2 separate regions of the Rattus norvegicus genome follow, and region 1 is linked to region 2. The links are chromatin contacts, called in public Hi-C maps. All regions are on one chromosome and are shown on one strand. Each heading gives the region's core, a stretch centred on a gene start, on an enhancer-like site or on the middle of the called end of the contact. The rest is flanking DNA. Distances are from core to core; before and after follow the strand shown.

What was found. A called contact is a pair of places that touch in the nucleus more often than the background predicts.
Region 1: a Hi-C map of liver shows a contact between it and region 2, with 2.0 times the contacts expected there. The contact joins the enhancer-like site here to the promoter of Zfp326 in region 2. A contact is called at or near these places in 5 of 12 Hi-C or Micro-C datasets (Schwann cells, kidney and liver).

What each region holds. Positions count from the first base shown.
Region 1 is chr14:4,328,627-4,334,113 of GRCr8, forward strand. LOC120096556 (a long non-coding RNA gene) reads left to right here. Exons shown (of 2, transcript XR_010057425.1): 2 at 328-856. Among named protein-coding and RNA genes, the nearest start is that of Lrrc8d, 19 kb to the right of the region's middle. Within about 2 kb of position 1,580, at least 25 of the 93 cell types and tissues checked have an H3K27ac peak or open chromatin away from gene starts, as enhancers often do. A contact at or near this core is called in Schwann cells, kidney and liver, where this site is marked.
Region 2 is chr14:4,283,161-4,288,570 of GRCr8, forward strand. It overlaps Zfp326 (zinc finger protein 326), which reads right to left and starts at 2,099. Exons shown (of 11, transcript XM_039092634.2): 1 at 1,934-2,099. The coding sequence starts at 1,949.

The DNA of each region.
Region 1 (5,487 bases), core at 330-2,829, 45 kb after region 2:
CACTCATATACACCACACACACACCACACATACATACTCACACATACCACACTTACACACACAGACACTAATTCACATACAGATTCCACCCCGACAACCACCCCCACTAATACACAGACAGTACACATATTCCTCCCCCCCGCTCTCGCACGCGTTCCTCCTGGGGGCTCTGAAATTCACATCTGTCAGGAGCACATTGGCCAGCAGGGCTGAGAGAACTGCACTGTAATCCCAAGATTCCTTCATCTCTGTTCCAAGCAGTTCATTCATAGGGCCCGGCCCCTTCCCCTGCACAGACCACAAACATGTCTTCCTGCCCTATCCCAGATGCCAACTATGGTGACTACCCAGAAAAAAAGCAGTGCAGGAAGAATAAAGGTCAGAGCAGTGTAGCCGCCTGCTGCTGCCCGGGCTGTGACAGCCTGGGAATCCGCCCTGAAATGCCGTGCTGAGAGAAAAGCCACATCTGCCCCAAGGGGCCTGCGAAGGATCCAGCATTTGCCTGCTCCCACCTCTCTGCATCTGCTGAATGCCAGCCTGCACCACACTGACTCTCCTCGAACAGTCCCGACAGAGTGCCCTCATTTCCCAGTAAGGACACCACGCCTTCAGCATTTAATGAGGGAACATGACTGCGGTACCTTGGGTGGGTTGCCCTTTCCTAACAAGTAGTACAAGGGCAGATGTGGAGACAAACTAAAAATATCTGATGCTGAAACATGGGGGATCCTAGCTCTGGGCATATTAATATAAGTGGATATTCACGCTCACTTCAGAGTTGCTGACAGACAGAGCCCAGTCACTGCTCTGTATTTGGAATAAAAGAGTGTAAAGTCTGGTGTCCTGTGCAGACCCATTTCCGTTCTGCTGTGTGGGTGCTTTAGACAGATTGCCTAGCCTCAGTTTTCCCAACTGGAAGACGGGCACGATTCCTGTTGATGTAAACCAAGTGCAGCTCTTTCCTCAAATGAAATAAGAGTTTATTCTGAGGCAAGTAAGGGTGTCTCTGTGACTCGGGCACATGGAGTCAGCTCACCCGGAGTAGTACATCTCTGGCTTGCCCTGACTAAGGCTTCTCAGCGTGAAGCGGTTTCATGAGCTTTAGACATAAAAGAAAGTCATAGTCAGGATACTTACCATATACTTGAGAGGAGCATCAGGTACATGAGTTACAGAAAACAGGGTTTTAATTTTCAAGATTTTACGTGTGTGTGTGTGTGTGTGTGTGTGTGTGTGTGTGTGTGTAGTATGGAATATGTACATGTATGTGCACATGCCCCTGTACCTATGGAGTCCAAAGGAAGACACAGTTGGGTGTCCTGTTCCATTCTCTGCCTTATTTCTATAAGGTAGTGTGTCTCACTGAATCTGAGGCTAGGTCTGGGTCAGCATGTCCCATAATCCTCCTGTCTCTGGCCCCAGTGTGGAGGATTGCAGGCATGTGTGCGAACACACTCAGCTTTGTACATGGCTTCTAGAGACTATACTTAGCCATGTGTGGTGACACACACCCAGTTTCCTACACTCAGGAATCCAAGCATGGGGCCAGCCTGACTTAACATTGGGACCTCATCAAAAACAATACACGTCATAAAGGAGTCGGCAGTATACCTCAGAGGTAGAGAATGCACTTAGCGTGCAAAGAGCCTGGGTCTGATCCTCAACATCAAAATTAAAACCAAACTACAGCAACAAAAGTGGGTTAAGTAGGTCACTGGTGTCTGCTGGTCTTGACCCTTGTTCCAGCCTGTCCCAGCCTCCAGCAGGTACACCTCTCTAGGAAAGCCACAGCTGGCCAGGCCTAGACAGGGCCGCTCTGTGCGGCAGTCCAGAGTTAGAGGACATTCGGGAACGGTTTTGTTCCCTTCTTTTGATGAAAGGGCTTTTGCTTTGTCCGGCCTTTGTTTGGGGAGTTCAACTAATAAAGGGGCTATTTTGCTGGGATGAATCACTGATGAAAAGTCCCGCTGGGATCGGCGGGAGGACAGCCCTCTGGCCTCTCTTCAGCAAGGTAAGTGGGAACAAGGGCTGGGCGCTGGCGTCAAGGGCACTCTGGAGTTTGCTGCCATCAGCGACTTGAAGGGTCTGGTTACTGGTTAATGTGGAAACCAGGGGAGGGAGGTAGTTACAAAAGGCAGAGACTTACAATAGAAAGCCCTGCTTTATACCCGAAAACTTCCATACAGCAGGGCCTGCTGGCCACAAATTCTAAACAATAAACTTTCTCTGCCTGTTCCTGGGTTACTTAATTCCCATTACTAAAACTGGGACCTCTACAATGACATGAAGCTTACCTTTCTGAACTGAGAAAGCCAATCTTGTGTTCAGGGTGGGAAGGGGATGGTAGGGGGTGGCGGGCATGTGTTCTCTAAGACTCTGTAGGCTTCACTTAAACATGGACTATTTAAACACACCGGAGGGGCTTGAGATGTAGAGTCCTCACCTAGCGTGCACAATGTCTCTGCTCCACCTACACCACTGAGTCTGTGGAGTTTGCTCTGCTCATTTGTAGCTCTGTCACTTGGGAGGGGGAGACAGGAAGAGTCCATTTTCAAGGTCTCTTGGCTACACTGTGAGTTAGAAAGCAGCTTGAACCACAGAAGACCCTTGTCTCAAAGCAAAATAAAACTTCAAAGTCCTTTTTGTCAGTGGCTAAGGGTCCACCCACTGTTTGCCAAGGATGCTCAAGGGTCAGATAAAACCAGTTCTTCAGATGGACACTCAAGGAACTTGAGAAAGACAAAACATTCTTCAGCCAAAACATGTCTGAGCTGCTGTCCTCGTATCTGGTGCGCTTGACCCTAACACAGTCACAAGGATTCATGGACTCACGGGACCCTGGGGCCCGGTTTCTTACTGTGTTTGGAATCTAAAGGAATCTTTAGATGAATCCGCATCTTGCAGTTCCGTTTCTTTCAGAATGTTGCTGTGTGCAAACGGAGCCATGGGGGTGGCATTTAAATCAATTGACCGTGAGCTCTTACGAATTCAGGGGCATTATTAAGAGCTGATAAAGTTAATAGAAACTGAGTAAGAGGAAAGGCAGCCCTTGATGCTGTTGGAGGGATCTCGCGCCCATCAGTTCTGAGTGATTAGACAGCAGATGCCTGGGGCAGAGCGGCCAGCACCCAGCTTTGGATGTGGTTGCCGATTACAGTCTCTGTAGACCGGCTCTTCGCTGCAAGCCAAGCGAGCCGTGGCATCCTGCCATTCCTACTGTTTACAGTCAGCTTTGGAGAGCTGGAGGGATGGCATTTCAGTCATTGAGATGTTTACTATGTAACCCTGAGGCCAAGGGGTCAGACCCACAGCACCCACAGAAACCGACCACGGTGGAGTGCTCTGTGGAAGTCTAGCCTAAAGCATGACTTCCAGGCTCAGCAAGAAGAGGCCATGTCTCAAAAAATAATAAAGTTGTGGGCTGGTGAGCTGGCTCATGGGGTAAAGGTTGCTTTGTAACCTGAAGGCCTGAGCTCAATCCTACGATCTCACATAAAGATGAAGAATGGATTCGACTCTGACCTGTGCACGTAGGCTGTGCCCCATGGCACCCACCCCCACCATGAACAAATAAACAGTCAAAGACAATTAACAACAACAACAACAAAAACAACAAAAGATTAAGGAAGACATCCCATGCCAACATCTGGTCTACACACACCCATCAAAAACCCAGCATGAGAGTCCTTCTCTGTGATTAATATTGTCAATAGGTAAAAGCAAAACGAAACAGGGTCTCACTACCTAGCTGCACCTGGCCTGGACGTAGTATCCTGACCTCACAGCGCCTGCCTCTGCCTCAGCACTGGGATTAAAGACACGCACCACCACACCTGAGAAGTTCAACATCCAAAGCTCAGTTGGAGAAAGCCCCAAAGCTGTCATCTCTTTACATCATGACCGTCAATGTGAACGCATATTCCACATCGTAATAAAATATCATGAAGAAAAAAAAAAGAGATACGTGTTCTAGCTCATGAAGCAAAAATCCTGAGACCTGGCTTGCTGACGTCACCATCTGGACTCTGTGGCGCCCTCTTTAAAATACTGAACCTAAACAGAACAGTAAAAACAAACCGGGTGCTCCACCAACTTGAGGTGCTTACTGAGCTGCAGAAGGGCAAGCGGGAGGGAGACACCGGAAGTACTGGCCTGGCTGGCTGGAATGCATGCTTCCCAGAAGCTCACTGGATGCACTCTGGTCCTGTGCGTCCTTTGGGGGAAGCTGTAATGTAGTATCACCAGTGTCTACACATTCCCATTTCCTCCTGCCTGCCTCCAGGAAACCAGGGCCCCTGCCTTCCTGGAACATGGACTCTCCTGTATCATTTAAGCGCAAGCAACTCGGGTAAATACCACGAGAACTGGACGGTGTGCAGGACATGGCTTGTGTGGCTGTTCTGATTTTCCAAGCTTGACCTTTCATAAACCTTGTACCTCAAGTCCTTCAGGGAAGAGAATGGACAGCCAGCATGCAAACATTTCCTAACTCAACGACAGTGGCTACTGACCTGTTAATGCTGCACTGTTTCTAAGTTCTCCAATGTGCAGAGGTGTATGCCCCTGGGCGTGTGCCGTTTCTCCCAGAATGCCATTTTAAATGTGGAGGAAAACATCCGTGTAAGCCCATCTTCCCCCAACTGTCAGAAGCTTCCAGGATATGTTTAATGGACAGAGAGAAGTCTAGTGACTCTGTGAGAGTCCACTCTGACAGGAAAGGACAGAATGCCCATCAGTCCTCTGCTCTTGCCAACTGTAGTGATTATATCTATATAATCCACACCAGCCTGACAGATGCAAGTCTTGAGGCCAGCCTAGTCTGCCCAAGCAGTTCCAGGTTAGCTAGGCTATGGAGAGAAGACTGGGAATGGAGCTCAGTGGGTAGAGTGCCCGTGTACACAGAACCTAGATTCCATCCTCAGTGCAGCCGAAACCAGGAGTCATGGTGGTAGAACCCAGCACTCAGGAGGTAAAGAGCCCGAGGTCAACATGCGCTTCAAGATACACTGTCTACAGGACGGGCAGAGACAGGAAAGAGAAAGTGACCCCACCAAAGAAAAAAAGAGGGATGGAAAGGAGGGAGGGAGGGAGGGAGAGAGGGAGAGGCCACCCTGTGGAAGCTACCGTAAGCTACCCCGCTAATGTCTAAATAGGTGGCAGGCTGATTCAGACATTCCACGAGTTAAAGAATTAAAGCTACAGCAGAGAATCCCCTCACTACTCCTCCTCTTCCTCTGTTGTGGTAAAAATTAAAAAACGGTGGAACCAGTTCCCGCGTGTACCCTGGTGGTCGCTAGTTCCGGCTCCAACAGGCCATTGGAACTAGTGCTAATTCATCTCAAATTAGTATCTCTCCTGGTACTAGTAGTTATTAGTATCTACACAATAAACCTACAACCAATTGATAAGGATATAAACCACCCACCTAGATAAGATATAATTTGTCCATCTAGACAACACAAAATCCTATACACATCCATCCCTTAA
Region 2 (5,410 bases), core at 849-3,348:
AAACTGGGGTTCGAATAACTACAAATATGCACGTGGGGAAACATATTACTCCTTCCCTGCCTACTGGCAATATAAAAACTAGTTTATGTCCATATTTGTAACTGCCAAAAGAGGAGACCCAGTATTAATTTAATTTACATCAAGTAAAGGTAAAACAAACTTTCAAAGAGGGTGATGGATGTGGAAACTGATCTTGTGGGATACAAATGTGTCAAGGTCAGCATTTGTTTTACCACGTCATCTGTTCTCTCTAAATACTTCAGAAGCTTGTGTAAAAACACATATGCATATATGTATGAGTGTGTGGGCTGTATCCATCCAGGCATAATGGTAAAGCCTTTATTTAACTCAACAAATAAAGACTGAAAGAACAGAATTTAATAGAGTTTCTAGATATAACCAAATCCTGGCACACGACAGGTTCAGACTCAGACATACTCAAATCTACAGCCCAACTGCAGCAGTGGTGGCTAGGGATGGGCAGTTAAGAGATTATCACTAACATTGTTATTTTTGTTATCATTATAGTGAAAGCAAACACTCCAAATTTGACAGCTATTTTTTCAATTCTCTACAGAAAATGGATTTCCTCACTGACTGACTCCCCTCACTCTGCACACACACTACAAGGTTAACTTCTGGCACACCACATACGTTGGTAGTGTCATCAAACTTTGGTCTAAAACATACTTTTTCTTTTCAATGTCAACTCTGGCTATTGCAAAGAGTTGTAATTTAGAGTCACCTACATCAGAATGAGTCACAGTCCAGTACTAAAAGCACAAGCTATTCCGAAGAGCTAAACTACTTCAAAGCGACTGAAAAGTACTCCGAAAGGGGTGATTCTTTCTCCTATACTTACACTTAACAACCTTAACTTCTTGTAGCAAATCAAAAATCAGAAGTTCATGCAATACAACATATGCTAAAATCACACCTTATTCAGTGTCAAAGTCCATTTCTGGTGGAGGCAGAGGCTTCCATAACAAGAAATGGACCGGTTTTATTTAGAAATACCTAGTTCCTGGAGATTACACCCAGTTTAATCCTAAACTGTCTCCTAACACTGTCACTACTATAGATCGCTTTATCGTGACACTGATTCCTATAAAAGTTGAGCAAGGTCTGAAGATGTCAAATTAACTGTACTTCACCGCCCTGGGCAGAACGGCTGTAAGAACTAGTGCAGAGAGGTCTGAAAAGCAACCTTACAAATCGGTTTATTTAATCAGCAAGTCCAACTAGGAGTGCTGTGCACCGATCTAGCTGAACGTGAAGGGCATCTGGGGCTCGCCGTGCCAGAATTCTAACTTAGGCAGCATCCATACACAAGCCCCACCACCGCCATCCTTTAAATAAAGATGCACTACTGTCAAGGAACTGTTTCAGATGAGGTATTCACAAGCAGGTAAAGCAGGTGAGATATCAAACAGCCCGGTCTGCTACGTGGTAATAACTTGCAGATTTTGCTTCTGAGGGAAGCGAAGCCCACCTCGATGGAACTAAGCTTAGGGACGCCCTTTTTACTCGCCTCACAGAGAAGCACCGCATGAGCCCGAGGCAGCCTGTGTCGAGCAAGATTCCAGAGCCCGGGGCAACGCGGTGAGGACCGGCTCCACCCGCCACCGGGTCGCTGCCCCGAGGGCCCCGTGAGCTGGGTCACCGCTCGGCCAGGCCGGGAAGTTGCAGGCGGCCGCGGGCGAGGCCGCGGGGCTCGCAGAGAGGCCGACCCCCTAGGGAGCAAGGCTCCCGTCGGCCGCACCCTCGCGTGCGGCTCCGGGACCACGGGGCTCCCGCCCCGGCCCGCGGCCGCCGCGCGGCCCACAGAACAAAGCCACACGGCCATCTTGAGGCGGTAAACAGACCCCCGGCGCAGGCCGCCCGCCGCCCTCCCGCCCGCCCGCCGCGGCGGCCCGCCCCGCGCGCCGCTCACCGTCCTCGAAGTCCATGCTCGACGCCGCGGGGATGACGGTCCCGGCGCTGCGCTGTGGCCCGAGGCAAGCGCCCGCGACACGACGGTGTCCACACGATCGGCCCGCGCGACCGACAGCGGCGCTACTGGCCGGGAAGCCGCAGGCCACAGCGAGGCTGGGGGCGGGGCCGGACGGGCCTGCCAGTCGCCTCAGAACGGCCTTCGATTGGCGGACGCGAGGCGGTGGGCGGGTCTCGCGTGGGGGTCGGGAAGCGAGGCGGTTGTCTGGCTCCTGGGTCCTGACCCTGGGGAGCGCGGCGGACGGAAGGTGAAACGGGAGCGCGGAAGGCTGGAGAGGGATGTTCTGGAAGGACTCCGTTTGGCCGGCCATGTTGGAGCCTGGCAAGAGCGACGGGGTCCAGGAGGGAGTACTTTTCTTTCTCTTGCACGAACTCACCAAATCACATGGCGACCTTTGGCTTCTGTTGGCTGGAGGAGTGTGGAGGAGAGATTCCAAGTTCTTATGGAGTTCCTTCCTCTGACACACACAGAAGTGTGGGGCGTGCACAGGAGCCCAGATTGCCAAATACGAAACGATCATGAGACTATCCCCAGACAGGCTGCTAGCCACTGCTGGGGTTTAAGGTGTAAAACAGCTGTGAAAGTTCGCAGATGGGAAAGATTTGGCAGGAAGAAAGTAGTCCACAGCTCCAAGGACAGTGAAAGAGAGAGGGAGACAGACAGAGAGACAGAGATTATTCCACTTTAAAAAATGTGTTGGAGGGGTTGGGGGATTTAGCTCAGTGGTAGAGCGCTTGCAGGCCCTGGGTTCGGTCCCCAGCTCCGAAAAAAAAGAAAAAAAAAATCGTGTTGGAGCAGACACAAAGGTATTCACTCAGGAACACTATGGGAAGACTATTTTGGTCTTGAACCACAGTTTTAAATAACTTAATTTTCTTTCTGTTTTCACAGAGCAAATGGCGGTGACAACAAATTGGTTACCAGATAGGAAGCCAGAAGTCAAATTCTAAGCACTTTTTCGGGGTTCAACCCATTTGCTAAATCCCGTTCGGAGGAAGCAGGAAATAAAACGGGAAGCACAGCAAGGTGTACCACAGTAGCCCCAAATCTGGGCACGGAAATCTGGGCACGGCCTTGTGTCCTGCTCATCGTCTTCCTCCTCCACCCTCCTTGACTCATCCGGTTCTCCACCCTTTCCCTGATTCCTTCTCTTCTCCCCTCCCACACGTTTTCTGTTCACCTGGGCTGAACGTGTTGAAAACCGAACTCACAATTTCCCTTCTCAGACCTGCTTATTCTCGGATTCTTCCGGCAGTTCACCACGCGCAACCGCCCACTAATACTGCTCCTCCAGCCTCCCACTTCCAATCCACACACAAATGGAGCCTTTGATCATCATATTGCCACCTAAAATATCTTAAGTCCGCCCCTGCCTTTTCCATTTGCGCGGCCACTACCTGAGCTAGGACACTCACTGCCTCCCTGCAAAACTCTTGATTTCTCTGCCCTTCAGCCTCACTCGGGCCCAAGTGATCAAGATGCAAATCTGGTCATGTAGTTCCCACACAACCAGAAGTAGATCTGACAGAGCACAAACAAAAGGTGGAAATACTGCCTGACCCTTGCCTTCTCCCGGTATCTCTCTCCCCCTCTCCCTGTTCTCCCCCCTCCCCCCCCCGTGTGTGTGTGTCTCCTTTATAAAGACTTTTTAAAAATTATGTGTAACTTTAATTTTTTCAAAACCTATTTTTAATGATGGTTCTTGAACTCTTTTAACCTCCTTTTTAGCCCACCACCACCACCAGCAGAAAGGACAGGGGTGGGGAGGAGGGGAGCTGTTTAGAAAGATTCTTTGGAGCCACTCCCTTTCTGTGTTGTCTGGAAATCGGCAGTTCAATTCACAGGTCACAAACGGCAGCTCCATTCACCCACAAACACTTCAGGGATACACCAACCCGGCGGCGTCCTTCCACATCGGTGCTTTAACAGAACATGCGTTCACCTGCGTCTGCTTCAGCCAAACATTCTCTGCCTTCATCTCCCACCCCTGTCCACTTTAGCTAAACGTGCCTTTGCCACCCAACCAACTTTCCAAAGAACCCTTAAGTGTCCAGTCCAGTTATGAGTGTGCATTGTCTCTGTGTGCACATGTGCACAAGCGCAGGCGCCCGTAGAGGCCAGGAGAGGGCGTCCGATCCTCTGCAGCTGAAATTATTGGTGGCCAAGAGCTGCAGGACTTGGGTGTTAGAAACTGAACTCAGGTTCTCTGAAAGAGCAGCAAGCACTCTTCACACCGAGCCCTGTCTCCAGCCCACTCTCCCCAGCTTGGTTATCAGTTTCAGACTCCTGCCTCTCCAAACAGCCCTTTGCTTTGTCACATCTGCAACCGGATGCACCCTCCAAACGTAACTCTGACCTACTTTTATAAAAACCATTCTCAGGTCTCACTCCCATGTCCTAAGCTTGCATTTCCCAGGTCTACATGATTCAAAGTCTCATTAAAACAGGGTCACAGACAGTCATGCTGGCTGGAGGCCAAGAACGGCCATTCCTACAAACCTCCAGGGGCAACAGCTGCTGGTAAGCCACACCCTAAGAAGCAAGCCCTCTCACCCACAGACTTGGCTTTGAGCCCTCTTCATTCAAAGCTCTTTGCCACCATAAGGTCCCCTTTGTCCCCTTGCTGTCAAGAGAATTTGTTTACCAAGTCAAACTCTTCCCTAGTGGATTTTAATTCTTTGCTTTCCTGTTTACCTTCTGGCAAAGGAATGATTTTATAACCTAAGGTCCTAAGACCTGAGCATGACTGAAAGGGGGTGAACATTGGTCACTATATTCACACACACACACACACACACACACACACACACATTTCTCTCTCCCTCTCACGTGTGTGTGTGTGTGTGTGTGTGAGTGAGAGAGAGAGAGAGAGAGAGAGAGAGAGAGAGAGAGAGACCACATCCCCTTCCTTCACCTTCCCTTCCCTCCCCTGGAGGAAAAAATGGCCAGTCAAGGAGCAGCTAATGCAGAAGCCGGTATACTGAGTGCTAACACACACACACACACACACACCACACACCATACACACCACACACACACACACACCACACACCACACCACACACACACACACACACACACACACACACACACACACACACACAAAAACACCCCTCTTCCCCTCCCTCCCTCTTTTCCGAACAGGAAGCATTTCTACTGAGGAAGTGGCCATACAGAGCCACCCTGTGTCTGTCTCAGTTACTGTCCTATTGCTGTGAAGAGACACCATGGCCACGGCAACTTGGTTTCAAGAGGATTTAATTGAGGGCTTACTACAAGTCCAGAAGGTGGGCCCACAGCCATCATGGTGGGAGCCTGGCAGCGGGAGGCATGTGACTGGAGGAGTAGCCGGAGACTTACATCTGACCCCTAGGCAGGAGGCAGAGATACTGGAACCTCAAAGCCCAGTCACACCCCT